Linked DNA regions of Sus scrofa: region 2 is linked to region 1. The links are chromatin contacts, called in public HiChIP or PLAC-seq maps. All regions are on one chromosome and are shown on one strand. The core of a region is the stretch at or near the end of the contact, and the rest is flanking DNA. Distances in the headings are between cores, read along the strand shown.

Region 1 (3,415 bases), core at 621-3,120:
CCCAGGGTTCCCTAGAAACAAAGCATTCAAATCTCAGCTTTTGCTTCTGTGATGCCATTTGCCTAGAGAGACTTTTCTCAGCCTCTCTCCAGCACAAGATTAATCAACTTTCTTAGCACAGGTCAAATGTCACATCATTCTGAAGACTTCTGCTAATCTCCTGAGGCAAGGACCAAAGGGTACAGAGAATGGCATCAGTGGTTGAGATTATGATTTAGATGAATTAGACTCACCTGGGTTGAAACCCCAGGTTCACACTGATGACTTTGGGCAAGGTCTCTAAGGCTGTTTCCTCATCTCTAAATAACAGCTACTTCGCAAGGATTAAGGATTAAATAAGGGGCTACATCCAAAACATGTGGCAGAGTGCCTCCCACAGAGTAAGTACTCAATACATATTACCATGACATTACTATGTGTTCACACTCTGGGGGGTATAGCAACTTACACGAGCTCTATCACACTGATGATGTGACATGGCCGTTTGCCCATGCAGGGCACAGATTATCTTCTAGCATCTCTTTATTCCACAATCTGGCACAATACCTGGCACACAACAGGTCCTTAAATTTTAAATGAATAAATAAAATACTTCAAACCCCTATACTGTATAACACAAAGCGCTGATTTTTTTTCTAGTGACCTTATTAAACCTACTTTTTAATCTCCTCATACAAAATCGCTACTTTAAGTTTATAGAGACCAGCTTCATTTAATCAAGAGAAAAGGAATTTTATAGTGGCCTTATGTTTTCTTGTCTAAATCACACACATAAAATAAGCCCACATCAGCTATTTCCCAACATACTATTGCAAAAATACCAAATTTCTAGGATGCTTATCTACCTATTGAAAAATTTTAAAAGGTAGACAAGGCAGGTTTTCTAAATCTGTTTCAGAGTTAATTTTCCTTACTATCACGGCCTGAGCAAACTTTAGGAGCCAAGGTGTATTCCAGAGCATTAGAAAAAAGGAAAGAAAAGAAAAAGGAAGGAAGGGGGAGGGAGGAAGAAAGAAAAAGGTGTTTTTTATTCTCCTGAGAACACTGGGCTAGTCAAAGAAAATATTTATCACTACTGCTTAAAAAGAAAAAAAATAAAAAGTCTACACTTTGAAAAACACTAGTAATTTAATGTAACCTTTAAGATGGAATCAAAATGTGTGCTGGCAGTGTTTAAGCTGGGGGGGGTGGAAGGGGTTCTCATTTTGTAATCTTGACTCAATAAATAAAATGCAAAATGCAACACGGTAAAAATATCAGACACTACTATCTATCAGCACTGTACCTTTCATCCACTTCTACATTTAACCTTTAAATATTACTGCCCTTTGAGTAATTATTAATCAGAGGGTTTAATTAATGCAAACACCTCTGAACTGCTTCAGAGTGAAACTGATCAAATACCTAGAAATAAACGTATCAGGAAAAGGAGAAAAGCCTGTTAAAACAGTTTTCCAGGTCTCCCAGCAAAAGTGTGCCATACCTACGGTTCTGCACCGCGAGGCAGCAACCTGGGAGGATGAGAGGTGCCGAAGGCCCGAGGCCCTGCAGCAGCCGGGCGGCCGCTCTTCCCCGAGGCTACTCGGGGCGGCGGCCCGGCCGGGGTGGGGCCAACGCTGCAGTCGGGGCGGGCCGAAAGGAGGGCGAAAAGGCCAGGTCTCGCCTCCGCTTCCCCTTCCCAGCGCTCAGAACGCCGTTCCGCGACCCCCCACAAGCCCCCTCACCACAAAGAGAGAGACTGGTCCCTCTCCGGCTCCGCTCAAACTTTATCGGTCTTTCTCAGTCGTCGGGGCCGCCGGGCTCTGTAGGCCGCCCATCCAGGCCGCCCCACCAGGCCACAAGCCTGAGGAGCCGCCGAACTACAATCCCCATAGTGCTCCGCGCCCCGCGGCGCTCCCCCTCCCGCCGGCACGCACTGCCTGTCCCGCCGCGCACTGCCCCCGGGTCTGCTGAGGCGGGGGCCGGGGAGGGACTTTCAACCCGGGGACCTCACCACGGGCTGGCTTGCTGGCGCCCGTCTCCCTCAGATTCATTACCTAGGTGCCGCAGGTCGGCCGACCGTTTTGCTGCGGGGCAGGTGGGGTGGGGGTGGGGCACAGGCCGCAGCCGCCGCGGAGTCCGTTAGTTCGCGACGTGCGTGGAGAGGCGGTGGCGGCGGCGGCGTACGGTTGCCATGGCAGCTGTGGTCCGCACGGCGGGGCGGGGGAGGAAATCGGGGGCTTGGAGTCAGCTCCAGGGAGGAGCCTGGGAACCCGCCCGGGTGCGGGGGCAGGGAGGCGCGAGGGTGCGTCTGGGAGCGGAGGGAGAGCGTGACATTGAGGAGGACGGTGACGAATTGCGCTCTCTTACCGCCGATGAGCCCTGCGCCGCAGCGTCCAATCCCCGTGGCAGGGCGCGTGTCCGTCCCCTCCGCCCGCGCGTCGATGCCTGCTCTATTCTGAGAGGATGCTTGTGGCGTCAGAGGAAGGAGCAGCGCCCGGCTCTTTAAAGGTCGCTGGTCCAGGCCCTCCCCCGCCGCCCATCCTCCTCTGGGCATCCCCCACTGGCCAGGCCCTATGGCTTGTTTGAACCCAAGCCACCTCTTTTGGAGTGTTTCACCAGTAAAACCGAATTTGCAGTTTTTCACACCCCCTTTCTGCCATTTTCTGAGTAGGATAGAAATGAACCATTTAGTAAAATACAACGCATTATTCGGGGGGGGGGGGGCTGAGACTTCAGTTGAATTTTGAGCTATAATATTTCTTTAATCGTTTGTGGACTGGCCATGACCCATCGCGGAGATGCACCATAGTCTGAACTGAGGTTAAGAGCAGGGGTTTCTAAAACCCACTTCTTAGTCCCCTACCTGCCACTACACTTGGTAGCTGAGACCTGGGGGCAGTGATGCTCAGCGTTTTAATCTGCAACGTGGAGATAATAATCTAGTTCACAGTGCTTGTGAGAAAGAAAAGCACTGATACTGATGAAGCTTTCCAGAACAAAGCCTGGCATTTAACAGTAACTTTTAAATATTAGTTCTTTAACCCATCGGTGAGACGAGCCAGAAGGTGGGAGGCCGGAGCTGAGGGTGGGGTTTGGCTGAAGAGGGAATTTTTCCGTGGTGATGGAAAAGCCCTGTACCTTGCTTAGGGATTGGGCTGTACAGGGGTGTCTGCGTTTGTCAAAACTCAGGAAATGCTACAATTAAGATTGGTACATTTCACCGTAGGTAAATTTACCCTCCAAAAAACAGTGAAATACTAGTTACCATTATTAGAGTTGTAGACTCTAATAGCGACCACAGTTCAGTCTTCAGGATATGCAGAGCAGGGAACGGACGCTAGAGGTTTAAGGGAAAGGAGGAGGAAGGAGGGGTTTCTGACCTGTCGTTTTTGGTAGTAACTGTCTCTGGAGAAATTATGATTGAAAATAGCAA
Region 2 (3,415 bases), core at 584-3,083, 140 kb after region 1:
AAAAAAAAAAAAAGGTGATTTGCCACTGGGCATACAATTACGTTAAGACACACCTAAAAATGGACACATTTCTCCAGAATGACTAAATGAGCTAAAGTCTAACTTAGTATTTCAATTCAAAGTATAAAGTGCTATAACTTTTTCTTTCTTATATCAACTTAATGTACAGATCAACAAACTTTCTAACTTAATAGTTTTTTCTTTTAATCTAAGGGAAGCAACATACATGTCTCAGGGTGTTTATCAAATATACAGATCTATATTATTTTGCCCAACCTATTTCTGTGGGTCTGACCACTTAAAAAATAAAAATTGCTTGACTCAAAAAAGTGACTACCAAAATTTTTATCAATCTACATACTGGAGAATAACAAACCAGCATAAAGGTAGGCAGCCTATGCCTGTGTCAAATTACGTTAAGTCAAACAACATTAATAACATATTTGACCTTCTATATTCTTTGAAAGATGGAAAGGGACTTAAGACCACAGCCAATGGCATACTGAACAACTGTTACACTAAAAACTGCATCACACCTCAAACTCTTAGAAACCATAAAACAGGAAATTAAGATTAAGTATCAAGTGTAGTCATTCATCTAACATCTGGCATACCCTTTCAGGACTACACCAAGCAAATCCATACTTCCTACCTTTTCGTACTTCTCCTTCAGCTTAGCAGCCTTCTTTTCATAAGGCTGCTTGTCATCTGCAGCGGTGTTATTCCACATCTCTCCCAGTTTCTTTGCAACATCACCAATGGATAGGCCAGGATGCTCTCCTTTGATTTTTGGACGATACTCAGAACAAAACAAGAAAAAGGCCGAACTAAAAAGAGAAATTCAATTTTAAAACTACGAGTTTCAAACAAGTACATTGTATTGCTATGTAGAAGTTGCTTCTAATTTTTTACCATGCATTTGACAGGGTACAAATATCATAACAGGTTAAATACACCTCATAACCAAAGCTTAATTACATAATTAACTTATGATACTAAGTGAACATATACTATTGATTATTGCTAAGAGTTCCAAAAGAACATTCTGAACATTATTTCAGTTGGATATTCCTCAAGAAATAAAAGAATGAGACCAGAATTACATTCAGATATATTGGGTGAAGAAAGCCAGTATCTAATTGCACTACTCTGGCTAAAACGGGCCATCCAAGTTTTATTTACAGTATTTAAATATACCAATAAGAAAATATCAGCTACGAAACTCTCATTACAGGCTCCAAATCCACAAGGTGACTTGCTAAATTTGTCTGATTCTACCACACAACGCTTCTTGAAAATAAAAACAGGCAAGTTACTTACGGAGGCCTCTTGGGTGCATTGGGATCCTTGAACTTCTTTTTTGTCTCCCCTTTAGGAGGTATGTAAGTTTTCATTTCTCTTTCATAACGGGCCTTGTCCGCCTTTGCCATGTCTTCAAATTTTCCTTTCTCTTTAGCAGACATGGTCTACAGAAAAAACAAATTGGTAAACTTAAGTTGATAATGAAATTTTAATAAAATGTCCTAAGTATTAAAATGAATTAAACCAGTGTCCTTGACTATTTAGTAGCCTGCTCTATCACCACTGGCATTATGCAAATTGTACTGAGGCTTTTAAAAAAAAATTCCAGTTAGACTTCACTCTTTATTACCTTAGTTGGTCTTAAGCCCTCTTACCTTCCACCTTTCTGAGCACTTCTTAGAAAACTCTGAGAAGTTGACTGAAGCATCTGGGTGCTTCTTCTTATGCTCCTCCCGGCAAGTTTGCACAAAGAATGCATATGATGACATTTTGCCTCTTGGCTTCTTAGGATCTCCTTTGCCCATGTTTAATTATTTTTCTAAAAAAAAATTTAAATATTGGTGTTAAGAATGAAATTTATGGTACCTAAGAGCATTTTCACTTGGGGAGTGAATGAAAAAAAAGCAAGGCACTGGTTATTTAATACAGCAATGGCATTAACCCCTCATAATATCAAGCAAGAAAATGGCAGTGATAGCCAATTCCTAGAAAAGGCCACACCAAGCAAAAAACGGTTCTTCAGTGTGATCTGAAAAAAAGTATAGACACAAGGGTATACTCATACAGCATTTATTACTTGTCTGCCTAAATCTGTTCTGGACGAATACCCAACCAGTCACTAAAAAAAAAAATTTAAAGGTAAAAAAACGATTTTAAAAATCAAACAAAACTGAAGGTCAGAAAAGTAATGCTTCCGATACATGGATCTGCACCACGTAAGGAATAAATAGGTAAGAGCCAACGTGAGTAGACCTTTCCAAATCACGGGCCAAAATCACCGCCCATCTAAAGTTTTCCCAAGGATTACTTTAAAATATTCTCTGGCACAAAACTTTGCTAGGAGGAGGGAGCAAGGGGAAGCTCCGGCGCTCGGACCCAGGCTGGGGGTGGCGGTGCTATTTGCGCGGCTGCCACCGCCAGGCAGCTTCCTATCGCTTTGGCCCCGAGATGTATTTCAGTTCTGACTAAACACGTCCGGTCTGAAGTTTCTTCGAGTAAACAAGGATGAGGGACAAAAGCCACTCCTGCTCACAGCTCGCTCCCCCCCCACCACCAGGGGAGTGTTTTTTTAAAGCCGTGAAAGTTGGGGCGCGCGCGGGGCGGGCTCTGCACACCTTCCCGCCACTGGGGCCCCCCGCCCGCCAACTTCGGGGCAGCGAGGGGAGGCCGCCCGGGGCGGCGGGGCCTCGGCCCGGCCTCCAGGCCGGCGCCGCGCGCGGGGCCGCCACGTGCGCCCGCCCGCCTCCCCGCGCAGGCCCGCCGGCCTCCCCCATTTTGTCAGCTCGGCGGAGGGAGCAGCCCCGCTCGAAATGGGGGCTGGCTCCGCCCGCGGCCGCCGGGCCCGGCGCGCACGGAATGGCCGCTGCGCGTCTTCCCCGCCTGCGCCGCCGCCGCCGCCGCGAGGGCGAGCGCGAGCGAGAATATGGCTCCTTCCCTTTGTGTGTGTGTGTGTATGTGTGTGAGCGTGTGAGTGTGTGTGTGAGTGCGAGCAGGCGGGCGGGGTGCGCGCCGCGCTCTGGCGCACACACTCGGCCATGACGGCCGGGGGGAGGGGCGGGGGGCGCGCGCCGGACCCTCCCCCTCCCCCCGTCGCGGGGGGGGGGGCGCCCCGGGAGGCGCCCCCGACCCGCCGCTCCCCGTCTCCCTCCGCGCGGCCCGCGCGGCCCGCCGCCCCCGCACGGAGGACGCGGGGCTGCGAGAAGAGGAAAAAAAAAGTTGCCTCGGAACTGCTGCGCCCAGCTCCCCCGCCCGCCCGCCGCCTTGTTTTCTCTCCAGCCAGCAGCGCCGGGCCGAGTCAGCCATGTTCCAGCGAGCGCCGCGGCGCCGCTCCCCCCGCCGCCGGGCCGCCGCGCCCGGGCTCGGGCTCGGGCTCCGGCTCGAGCCGGCGGGCCCG

The links. HiChIP or PLAC-seq counts read pairs in DNA pulled down with a chosen protein or histone mark.
Region 2: a contact with region 1 is called in an H3K27ac HiChIP or PLAC-seq map of skeletal muscle. The contact joins the promoter of HMGB1 here to the promoter of KATNAL1 in region 1. A contact is called at or near these places in 1 of 5 promoter capture datasets (liver), 5 of 47 Hi-C or Micro-C datasets (embryonic fibroblasts, mesenteric adipose tissue, omental adipose tissue and 2 more) and 2 of 2 datasets of contacts at active chromatin or transcription factors (alveolar macrophages and skeletal muscle).

What each region holds. Positions count from the first base shown.
Region 1 is chr11:7,062,301-7,065,715 of Sscrofa11.1, forward strand. It overlaps KATNAL1 (katanin p60 ATPase-containing subunit A-like 1), which reads right to left and starts at 1,871. Exons shown (of 13, transcript XM_021065541.1): 1 at 1,725-1,871.
Region 2 is chr11:7,197,690-7,201,104 of Sscrofa11.1, forward strand. It overlaps HMGB1 (high mobility group box 1), which reads right to left and starts at 1,834. Exons shown (of 4, transcript NM_001004034.1): 1 at 1,677-1,834; 2 at 1,321-1,466; 3 at 653-827. The coding sequence starts at 1,826.